Linked DNA regions of Sus scrofa: region 1 is linked to region 2. A link is a contact called in public HiChIP or PLAC-seq data. All regions are on one chromosome and are shown on one strand. The core of a region is the stretch at or near the end of the contact, and the rest is flanking DNA. Distances in the headings are between cores, read along the strand shown. Region 1 overlaps CARMIL1 (F-actin-uncapping protein LRRC16A). Region 2 overlaps CARMIL1 (F-actin-uncapping protein LRRC16A).

Region 1 (6,152 bases), core at 3,526-6,025, 160 kb after region 2:
TTTAGAAAAGGCTCAGTGGCCTTTATCAGACACACTTTATTTTGGCTCAGTGGCCTTTATCAGACACACTTTATTGGGGCTCAGTGGCCTTTATCAGACACACTTTATTGGGGCTCAGTGGCCTTTATCAGACACACTTTATTGGAGCTGGTTCTTTGTACCACTCCAGAGTTGCAGAATAAGATAATAACCCCTTCATCAGTACCACACACCAAACATTCTAAACATGGAGCTGAGACCTGCTCCAGTGTGGGGCTTGTAACCCTCAGCTTTTTCCTTTTTTTTTCTTGGAGTGACTCCTTGGGTCTTGCAGCCATCACCACTTCTGGCCTGACCCCCCCACCCCCACCCCAACCTTATCCTGGTGGAAGACTCTGTCCAGGTGTGGACAGAAACCCCTTCCCCGTTGCCCTTTAGGATGGTTAAGAAAGGCTGGGACTTTCAAGAAGAATTTTACAGAAAAATCAGAAAAATAAAGTGATTGATAAAGGTATACCCCATTTAGAAATAGCCCTATATTTCCAAAATATGAGGCTTAGAACCATAGACTTTCAGTAAAAACACGAAGAGCTTTGCAATGGCCCATGTCCCTGTTATCTTAAGAATAATCATCAGTGATAATTGTGTGTATTTTGACCTTTTGGAATCCCAGTGAGGGACCAGCCCCTTCTGAGCTTCTGTTTGCAAGTGGCCTGATGAAAATCTACCCACCATAAGGTCCCAACTCACAGGCCTATTTCAATTACTGGTAACCACACATAGTGAAACAGACCTCTCTTTTCATAGGACAATCTTGCCTTCTTCGTGTGTTCATTCTTTGCTTTTTGAGGGTTTTTTTTTTTTATCACTTTATTTCAATTGCCTTTAACTTGAACCATTTATGTTATGCATATCAATAGTGTATAGAGTGTTAATTAGCAGGTTTTCCTTTTGATTGCTTCTTCCTTTGTGTATAGATCATTTTTTCTTTGTAAAGTCCATTTCAATCTGCTTCAAATATAATACATTAAGTAAAGCAATACATTTCTTAAAGTATCTGAATTTGCATACATAGCTTAAAGTATCTGAGTTTGCATCTACATCGTTTTCGTGTAGTACACTAAGTCAAGCATCACCTTACAGGATTCAGAGAAGGATAAGAATTATCAATTAGATTGCTTGCATCATTCTAAGACTTCAAAATAAATCCTTTCTATCCGCATCCTTAGAGGTGGAGCAAAATGAAGTTGACCCTTTTCTTTCTCCAACTCAGTGAGCTGGCTGTGTCTGTGACTAAACTATTCTTCCTGAGAAGATGTCAAAAGAGCTACCTTTTGGGGACAATGCATAGAGTTAACCTCAGTCCTGCAAGTTGGTGGGGCTGCTGAACCATTGAAAGAAACTCACAAACCTCATTTGTTTCCTGGAGTGGAAGCTGAGCCTGGGTCTTCTTGATGTTGCAGGGGTGAATAGCCTTTTTCAGTCACTCAGTGCCAACCCCTTGACCGCCACCACCCTTATCCATCTGGACCTCTCAGGGAACATCCTTCGCGGAGATGACCTCTCGGTAGGTTTTTTTTTTTTTTTTTCTTTATTGCCCCCCTCAAAGAAGCTGTACTTAATAAGCCTGGAATCATTTCTAAACAGGGCTTTGTAGTTTATTTCCCCACATCTCCCTTTATCATGGCATCTTCAAGTCATTTAGTTAGGAGCTTATCAAGTGTTTTAGAGAAAAGTTCAAGAGCCTTCCTTTATTAAATATAGTCTATTCCATGGATTACCCCCACCCCTGCCAGTTAATGTTGTTGCAGTTTAAATTCTTCTCAAAACACTTTTTCTGAAGGAACTTTTTTTCTTCATTTCAAAACATTATTGCACCTATTTTAAAATTGCCCGATAAAGAAGATGGGAAATGTGAAGTGAATTACTTCATCATTAGATAATATTGTTGGGAAGACTGGTGGCTTTTAAAATAGTTTGTGATTGAAAGGGAATATGGGGATGAACTGCAGTCCTTATACTCCATGAATTCAATAGAGAAAAGGGTATGGTTAGGAGTCAGCTGGGGACACCCTTGAAAGTTTGAGTGTGAAGGCAGAAAGTTTCCCTTCAATTATAGCAAGATTTCTCCTGCAGCTGAATCCGTAATAGAAATGTCTGGCAGATCTTCTTGGTACAGTGAATCAGGTATGATCTCGTAGCCAGATGGGGTAAATGTTCCCCTCTGGTCACCAGGATAGAATTTTGAAGAAATTCTCCCTCACCAATAGGGCCTACAGTACAGGGACCACTTTAGAGGACTTAACTTGGGTTCCATTGCTTTATGGGAGTCAAAACCAATGTGAAATGTATTCTCGCTACTCTTCTGTTTTACTTTCCCTGTAAGACAGAGAATGTTGCCACAGCCCTTTTTGTAGCTATTTTTCTCTCCCTTATGCTCGCACTCAATTACATAATACTTCCTGGTGTACCATGGCTTTTGCAGTGTTTTGTCCAATTTTAGTTGTCACTTTCATTGATGATTCATAAATCCCCTTCCAAAGATGAAACAAGGAGTCTGATGGGAAACCAACAAGACATTACAGTGACAAACTAGCAGAATAGAGAGAAGGATAAAAGACGAACGAGCTCGAAATTTAATAAGACTGCTAAAATAGGGGCATTAATAGTCACCCAAGACAGCACAGTAGCTGGTCTTGTCCCAGCTGGCCTCTGGGGAAGGAGGAGTGGAATGATGAGGCCTGGGTGAGAGAGGGCTTCCAGCCCTGCACAGGCTGAGGTTCTGGGAGCCATTCAGCAAGCCATTCTGGGAGAGCAGCCTTGTAGGGCCTGCTAGGGAAGAGTTGGCCAAGTAGGGTCTTGTCACCACTTGAGGTTGATTAGAGCTCCCCCAGCCGGTAGCTGGGAGTAAAATCGCATTGCCAGGCAAAGACGGGCTCAGATCTTAAGTAGAGCCAAATTTTTTTCTGAATCAGAACTTTTTCATAATACAGTACGTCCTGTGTATCTGGTTATTCTAAAAATATTTATAGGCCAATCTCTTGCTCTTTTGAATTCCTTGCTATAGAGGCATTTTCTCAAGTACCTGTAGCCAAGTCGCTACTCCTAAGAGTCTTTGCCAAGGACTAGAACTTCTTAGCGTAAGCTTGTTTGTTTTTGCAAGTATCTTATGGCATTCAGTGAAGCAAAGCAGAATTGGGCTATGTGCCTACTGTTAGTTAGGAACTTGGACTTGGTTTGTTATTGGTGGATGCTGACATTGCTATGCACACAGGGCAATTAGAGAATAACAGAGAGGTATTAATTGTGTTGTTTTCATAGCTTTGCACTAGGATGAGGGCGTACTTGAGGCATTGTGACCCCCTGAAAACTCAAGTGTTTTAGCTATAAGTGAGATTAAAACAACAACAACAGCAACAACAACAACAAGCCAATGAATAGTACTGTCAGGCCCTTTCTTGTTAGATTTTGGAAGTAACTAAAGGTAGAAAAATTATTTTGTTGAACTGAAGAGTGTGTAGCCTGAGACCACTATCTTGTGGTTAAAATTCAAATTAGTGGCTCCTTGAATACTTGCAAAGGTGATTAGCATTTTGATAGGGTGACTGTAATTCAGGTGGTTTTTCGATCTCAGCAGTTAAAATTAATTAGCACTGTTTCAAAATTGTACAATAAAAATGGAGCTAATCAGGAAAATGAAGTCATGTGTGACAAAAAAGGGGTTGGGTAGCCAAGGCTCCATTTGGCCTTTTTTAAACTTACACATAATTTAAAATAGTTTTTGGATTTTTGCTCTCAGGGAAGATAATGGAATGACAGAAAATTCTGCATGTCCTCTTGGGAAGAGGAGAAAATGATCCTGGAGGAATTGGGGCAATTTTCTTCTATAAATTAACCTGCACGGTGTGCTCGCATGTGTGTGTGTGCATGTGTGTTTCTGGATCCTAATATATTTGCTTTTTGTTTTTTATTTCAAGTCCATGTACAGTTTTTTGGCTCAGCCAAATGCCATTGCTCATCTGGATTTATCCAATACAGAATGTTCCCTGGACATGGTAACATATGTATTTTTATACATTGTTATGAGTGGGGGGTTGTGTCTCAGAACAGCTACTTAGCTGGGAAAGAATGGGCTTGCTCCCCAATAAAATATTCTCTTAGTTCTAGAAATATTTGAAAATGAGAGTGCTTCGTTTCTTTCTCAGGTCTGTGGAGCTCTTCTTCGTGGCTGCCTTCAATATTTAGCTGTGCTCAATCTCTCCAGAACAGTCTTTTCTCATCGGTATGGATTCATTCCTGCATTATCATTATCATCTAGGAGGGTCTTTCTCTCAGGGAAAGTGATAGTGAGATGAAAATGGTGATAAAGGGTGCTCATTGTGCATGAGAGAAGGAGATGGTCTTAGACCGTGATCTATGAATATTAGACCTTGAAGGTTCAAGTTTTTTATGCTTCTTTTCACCCCGGGTCTGTCTTCCATCAATAACTCCAGCCTGCCTATATGAACTAGATAATAAAGTACTATTTCTCATAGGTGGACAGGCCTTCTCTCTTAATATAGAAAGAGACTGTATGACTTACTATAACTTTCAGAAACTTCTGTAGGTGTGTCTCAGTAATGCACTTTGACGGTAAGTATCAGCCATCAGGGAAATAAAGAGAATAGTCATTCCAAAGCGCAGACACTTTAATTTGCAGAAGTGGAAGGTCAGCCTAAGTACCTTACTTGTCCCTTCCTGACTTAGAGTTGATTGCACAAGCAGGCGGTAGATTACAAGCAACAAGTATTCACACCCAGCAGCAACTGAGCACGCGAGAATGTGGAAGTATGTGGGTTATATGAGTAAGGCATTCGGGGGCCATAGTCATACAACTCAACACTTAATGCTCATAATCATTACCACAGGTCACAAGTCATATTTTACTCATTACATGCGTCTCTAAAAACAAGGAGAATTGCTTCATCTTAGGAATATCACTTTTTTTTTTTTTTTAAACTGGTTTGCATTTTAAAAGCTTTACGTTTTCAAAGGAAAAGCAGTCACTTTCTTGGAAAATTCAGAACTCGGCATGCTTTATTCTACAATTATGCCTCAAATGAGTTATTCTGTATTTGAACGTACTCTTGGTCTTTTACGTCAACAGAGACGTAAATCTTCACCATAATGAACATACGCCACAAATACCTCAATAGGATAAGATCAGAGAGTGTAAAGTGAAGGCGATAAAATGGTGAGAGAAGCTGAGTTTTCTAAGATCTAGGATAGAACACAATGAATTTCTTGACTGCAAAGAATAGGGATCAAATGATTTAAAGACAATGAGGTTTCTTAACCGCTTACCCATTTTTCAGAGTACATTGAATTAATTTTTGTAATGATCAGACATTTTGTTTCTTTTTAACCTTTAAATTTCTACTGAAGCTACAATCCATTCATGGGGTATTTCACAATATCTGAATTACCAGTGAGTAACTTTGCTAGTTTGGAAGTGTGGTGCTGAGCTGAGTTTAACTGCCAATGTGACTCGCATGTTTTATTTTTCAGGAAAGGAAAAGAAGTCCCCCCATCTTTCAAGCAGTTTTTCAGCAGTTCTCTGGCTCTGATGCAAATCAACCTTTCAGGCACAAAACTGTCTCCTGAGCCCTTAAAGTGAGTGGTTAATTCATTTTCTCTAGAGCTTTTAAAGTTCAATTTGTTATTATGAATGTGCTCGAGGGAGGGGGAAAAAGACATACAATCCTAAGACAGACAAGGAAGATGAAAATGCCTTTTTACTTTGGGTCACAAAGGAAATCAAATTCTTTTTTTTTTTAAAGCTGTTATTTATTTATTTGCTTTTGAGTGCCACACCCAGGGCATATGGAGTTTCCCAGGCTAGGGCGTCAAATCGGAACTACAGCTACTGGCCACAGCCACAGCAACGCAGGATCCGAGCGGTGTCTGCAACCTACACCACAGCTCATGGCAGCACCGGATCCTTAACCCACTGAGCGAGGCCAGGGACTGAACCCGCAACCTCATGGTTCCTAGTTGGATTTGTTTTCATTGCGCCAAGACGGGAACTCCCGAAATCAGATTCTTTTTGAGTACACTGTGCACTCTTGATATTATTGCATCTTCCATGAAAAAAAAAAAAAAAATCCTCCTTTGGTTTGTGACCTTGGCAGTAG
Region 2 (5,742 bases), core at 1,142-3,641:
CCTGGAAGCATGCATATTCCTTTTCTTTTTGTGTTATTAGCTCTACCTTACTTGAGAATCTTTTTTTTTTTTTTTTGCATTTTAGGGCCACACCCAAGGCATATGAAAGTTCCCAGGCTAGGGCTCGAATTGGAGCTACAGGTCCTGGCCACAGCCACAGCCATGTGGGATCCAGACTGCATCTGCGACCTACACCACAGCTCACGGCAATGCTGGATGCTTAACGCACTGAGCAGGGCCAGGGATCCAACCCAAGTCCTCATGGATAATAGTTGGGTTTGTTACCACTGAGCCACAGTGGGAACTCCTTGAGAATCTTTTATTTGTAGCACTCTGGCCTGGTATATGTCAGACCCAGGAGTCTCTAATTTTGTTCTGCCTGGGCAGGAGAAAAGAGGTCTTCCTGGGAAGATTGCTTTGGCAGCTGTGTGCACAGTGGGTTGGAAGGAGAGCAGCAGGACCTGGTTTGACAGCTGTCTCGGTCATCTCAGCCTGGAGCATCCACAGTGAAGTTGGAAAGCAGGGGTGGGGAGATGTGGAAGACCTTCTGGGGACAAAACAGGCCAATCCGGGCCCCAGGTTAGGTTCAGAGAGTAAGGGAAAGACACGAATCTGTGGGACTCTGCACATCAGGCTTTGGTGTGGCTTTGAGAAATTCCTCTTCAGAATTCGGTGTTCTTGTCTCCTCTCTGGGGAACCTGGTAAACTAAGCTTTGGCCTAGCAGAGTTCAATTTTTTTTTTTTTTAATCCTTTCTGAGCTGATTTTCATAAATCCTATTATGAGAAATGAGAAGTAGCTGCAGAAGGCCCCTCTTTTTGTCCTCTCTTTGCTGCCCCCAGACCTCATGTCCTCCAGCATGAAGGGGTGAGTGGCTTGAACTTCCTAAGCAAGACATTCTTTGGGAGCCCCCTTGGTCTAAACCACCTCCTTGGAGTTCCCGCTGTGGCACAGTGGCTTAAGGATCCACATTGCTGTAGCTGTGGCATAGGTCACAGCTCTGGCTCAGAATCTGTCCCTGGCCCAGGAACTTCCATATGCTGCATGGGTGGCCAAAATGAAATAAAACAACTCCTTGGCTCACAGTTACATCTTGGGGATGAAGCATGAGGCAATGTTTAGAAGGCTGCCACCCAGGATACTCTGCCTGGGAGTGGTGGTGTCCCTTTGCTGCAAAAGAGACACCTGGGAGTTCAGTTGAGTGGGCGGAGTCCTGAAGTGCCCGGATGTCAACTTGCTCTTAATGGCCCAGAAAACCCAGTCCTGTATCTTGAAGGTGATTGATTGCTCACCTGTGTTTGTGAGGTGCCCAGTAGGGACACAGGTGTCACCACGGAAGGGTAGAGTACTTTTGACCAACCTGAAGTGGAATCTGAAGCCATCCCGTACTTGGTAAAGTCCTACTCAGTGAATACCAAAGAAGGTCCTGTCTTCTGAAGCTGGTCTTGTTGATACCCATTGGCTCTTTATTCACAAATTAGGCCACTTAGTGTCGACACAGGAAGGTAAGTCAAATGGGAAGGAGGTGCTGTGTTTGAAACAGCTCAGAACATAGACTCCTTTTCAAGGGTCCTGCTCCAGCCCAGCAAAAGCCTTCGCTTACGTGTCGAGTAAGCTAATTAGACTCATTGTGAATCATTCTGATTTATTCATCAGAGGAATCCACTGCTTTGCAGCGGAGTGGGGCTTCACTCTGCTCGTTCTGATTTCTGTGAATGTTTACGAGTCATAAAATAACTTTTTCATAATGTACACTTTAAAAAAAAATGAGTGTAATAATTTAGGTAAGGTTTTGTTCACTAGCAGGCCTACTTCAAAACTGTGCCCTTTGACCCTGAAAGTTCTGCTCATTTCAAAGAGCTCAATTTCCTTAAAAGGCAGGGAGTGTGTATATCTGAGAGCAGCTAATGAAGGGAGGCTGGCAGTCCTTCCAGAGGTGAGGATGCCTGTGTTCTACAGACTCACTTTCCTAACCCTGGGCTCACTAACCTGCTGGAATATACATGCAAACTTCATCTGTGTTCCTTTTTCCAGGAGCTGTGGTTTATTAGATTTTCAGAGGAGGGGATAGCCCCTTAAAAAGTGGGATTCTCTGCCAGATGTTTTCTGGAGTGCCATGGCCTCGCTGCAGATTGGGGAGATACTGAATCTTTACATACGTTCACCTCTTTTAAAAAAAGCAATTAGGGTCCCTGAGAGTGGGGTTCGTTACTTCCTCTCTGCTCTGCGTTATCTATCAGCCGACCCACGAGTGCATGATGCTCAGATACTGGTCAATGAAGATTAAACAGTGAGGCTTGGCTGGTGAACACAGGCAGTTTGGCTTCAAAGACTCCAAAAGTACCCAGAATATGCTCTCATTTCAACTCCCCTTGTTACTAAAGAGAAAAGGCTCTCTGATGGGGTGAAAGGGGAACATTCTTCTTCCTCTTTCTCTCCTGCCACCCCCTCTCCAGGTTAGCGGCAGGGTTTTTTTTTGTTTTTTTGTTTTTGCCTTTTCTAGAGCCACTCCTGTGGCATATGGAGCTTCCCAGGCTACACCACAGCTCATGGCAACGCCGGATCGTTAACCCACTGAGCAAGGGCCGGGATCGAACCTGCAACCTCATGGTTCCTAGTCAGATTCGTTAACCACTGCGCCATGACGGGAACTCCTAGAGGCAGGTTTTAAAGGAGGGGTGGGCACCCCTGGATGGTTTCTAGGGAGTTCAGAAGAAGCAGTGCCTCTTTAATTTGCCGCCTCCACATAAGCAAAGCTGTTGCTCTAAACTTACAGGGGAGAGTGCCCGCTTGTTTTAGGATTTTGATTTCCCAGCTCTGTTCATTTGCACATGTGGATAATGACACAGTGGTCTGGTCAGAGGATCAGGAGGATAACTCTGAGCTAAATGGCATGGTTTACCTTTTACCTTTGTTCCCGCCAAATAGAAAACGATATTAATAGCTAGGAGAGACAGTGCTTACCAGTTGCCAGGAAGTGTATCTAAGCTTTTTACATCTCATAAGCATTTTAACGCCCGCCCCTTCCCAACAAATAGCATGCTTTGAATAGGCCTTGTCCGTGAATGAAAAGGAAAGAAAGCTGTGGCATCAGTAGTTTCTCTCTCCCTGCAGGCTGGTCCGATGTTTGAGGTAACATCCCCCCCGCCCCCTACCACTGGCAGGTGACATTCTGGGCAGAAGGTGGAGGTGTGGCTGAATGCCTATGCTCTAGAGTGCAGGTGGCAAGGGGGTGTTCTGGCTCTTTCTAGTACTCTCAGGAGCTCGAGGCACTGGAAAGAACTTCTGGACCTTTCTGTGCTCCGCACGTGTCTGCCTCCCCGACCCCAGCACGTACATTCTAAATTGCGCACGCACTGGTTGCCTGACCTCTGCCTGTCTTTTCTCTAAATGTCCAGAAGTGGAATTACTCCTCCAGGGGAGGACTGACAGCACCTGGTTGCAAGTAGTACAGTCGCTGGTGATGGAAATAGAGTCAGTTAGGGTTTTTCTACCTTTCTCGAGCACCCACCTATGGAGTTGCAGGAACTGAGGAGGTTCTGTGGCAAAAAAAGGGAAAAAGGTCTTTATACTTGATTTGTTTCCCAGCTCACTGGGGGATAGGGGACAGGTGGTCTAAGGTGCAGTCAGAGCTCTGCTGGAGCCACACAGAGTGTTTGAGAAGCCTTGGGAGGGCCTGATTCAGCCTCTGTGAAATGGGCGGGTTCAGGGGACTGTGGCATTTGGATGAATGAATAAACTAATGGGAAATGCATGCTTTTATTGTAAACCTTGGGAATGTTTCAGCCTGGGCCCTTTATGTAAATAGGAAAGGCAGAAATGATTTCCCAAAGAAGAACATAAAAAGCCTTCCAAAAATGAAGAGAATGGAATCGACAGAACACCCGCCTGTATGTGATATATTACCTGCTACTTTGGAGAAGAAATTTAAGGATTTGATCCTGTTTGGAGCTTTTCAGTTCTTTCAGTTAATTTTAAAGAAATCCAGTGCTTTCATACAAAGGAATAAATATTGTGATTGTTAAAGTGCCCTGGATTAAACACACACACACTAGTGACTTGTGTGTGTGTGTATATGTCAGTGAATGCTACGCATAATTTTTAGCATTTCTCTCCTGCTGTGGGAATTGTATATCAGTGTGTGTTGAAGTCTAATTTCAGTAAGTGTCAGAATGTATCGGAGAGCAGCTAGCGCACTTACGAGGAAGAAGGCAGGAAGTAGGTGCAAGATATTTTTCAAGTTTGGTCAATGAGGTTATTAGATACAACCCATGAGAAAATGTGCATCATGGCCTGTGGGCTCCTAGAGGCTACAGGAGCCTCCAGGCTTCCCATGCTGTCGTCTGTCTTTACTGGCAGTTGTGACCTCAGATCACTGCTGGGTGTTTGTTTTTTGCCTTTTTTTTTTTTTTTTTTTTTTTTTAGGGCTGTACCTACGGCAGCTGGAAGTTCAGGGTTAGGGGTTGAATTGGAACTGCAGCTGCTGGCCATAGCCACAGCCATAGCAACATAGGATCCCAGCCATACCTGTGACCTATACCACACAGTTCCCGGCAACACCAGATCCTTAACCCACTGAGGGAGGCCAGGGATCGGACCCACATCCTCGTGGATACTAGTTGGGTTCTTAACCTGCTGAGCCACAGTAGAAATTCCAGATCACTGCTGTATTGATAGACATTCTTCTCTAGGAAAGTAACTATGGTTGACCCTTGAACAACACAGGGTTGAGCTGTGCAGAGCCATGCCCATGGGGATTTTTTCCAAAGTAAATACTGCAGGACCACACATCCAGACTGTTGGATCCGAGGATGGGAGGAATTAGATCTGCATGTAGAATGTTGGCTGTAAGTTATGTGCAGATACTCAACTGCCCCTAACACCCACCATGTTCAAGGTCCATTATTTTGTTTTTTTGTTTTTTTCTCTCCTTTTTTGGCTGAACCCGTGGCATAGTGTTATTCTCAGGCCAGGGATCAAATCTGAGCCACAGCTGTGACCTACACCGCAGCTGTGGCAACACTGGATCCTTAACCCATTATGCCACAGCAGGAATGCCAGGTCCACTGTCTTCAACACAAAGGTGTTGGCCTCGATTAGCTGCACTGCTGCCTAATCTCATGTGGGAAGGAGTTCCCTGGTGATTCGGGTTGAGCCCCTCAACTGTGGACACCCCGAGGGTAGGAGACATTGTATCTCAGCTCCCCGGATGGCCTAGGTGCCCTAGTGAACACTTGAGGGATGACTGTCCCCTTCCCTTCCAGCGCTGGGAACCTTTCCATGTAAGTTAGCCGCAGAGAAAAGAGAGGAAGTTGTCGTATTCTCCCTAAGAGCACCACAGGAAAATACCAGAAGTCCAGTGAAGTCGCATTCAGCTTTAAGTTCTTCAGCCCACCAGGTGCTCCCTTGAAGTTGCTTGGCCATCAGAATCTTTTGTTTTCCATAATCTTGTAACCTTTCCTTTATCAACACAGTCTCTGTGTTGTAATGATTTGAAAAAATACTGTAGGGCTATGTTCTTTGATCCAAGTGGATTTGGGTAGGATTTACCTGGGCGATGGCCTCAGACTGAAGCTCTCTGAAGAGCAGACTCTCTGTTAAGCTCTGGTGACATATTGCCATCACCCAAGCCCCATTTTCTCTCTTTCTGCCCCTCCTTATCAATGCTCAGTTTTCCCAGGCTTGTCTCTAAGTGTCAAGGTGGGATCCCACCTTTTAGCAGGAACTTCCTCATATTGCAAAA

The links. HiChIP or PLAC-seq counts read pairs in DNA pulled down with a chosen protein or histone mark.
Region 1: a contact with region 2 is called in an H3K27ac HiChIP or PLAC-seq map of alveolar macrophages. The contact joins two enhancer-like sites. A contact is called at or near these places in 2 of 47 Hi-C or Micro-C datasets (embryonic fibroblasts and epiblast stem cells) and 1 of 2 datasets of contacts at active chromatin or transcription factors (alveolar macrophages).

The regions. Positions count from the first base shown.
Region 1 is chr7:20,226,321-20,232,472 of Sscrofa11.1, forward strand. CARMIL1 (F-actin-uncapping protein LRRC16A) reads left to right here. Exons shown (of 37, transcript XM_013977486.2): 13 at 1,443-1,546; 14 at 3,957-4,034; 15 at 4,185-4,261; 16 at 5,527-5,631. Among named protein-coding and RNA genes, the nearest start is that of SCGN, 160 kb to the right of the region's middle. Within about 2 kb of position 4,776, at least 3 of the 83 cell types and tissues checked have an H3K27ac peak or open chromatin away from gene starts, as enhancers often do. A contact at or near this core is called in alveolar macrophages, where this site is marked.
Region 2 is chr7:20,072,025-20,077,766 of Sscrofa11.1, forward strand. The region is part of intron 2 of CARMIL1 (F-actin-uncapping protein LRRC16A); the gene reads left to right. Among named protein-coding and RNA genes, the nearest start is that of CARMIL1, 38 kb to the left of the region's middle. Within about 2 kb of position 2,392, at least 4 of the 83 cell types and tissues checked have an H3K27ac peak or open chromatin away from gene starts, as enhancers often do. A contact at or near this core is called in alveolar macrophages, where this site is marked.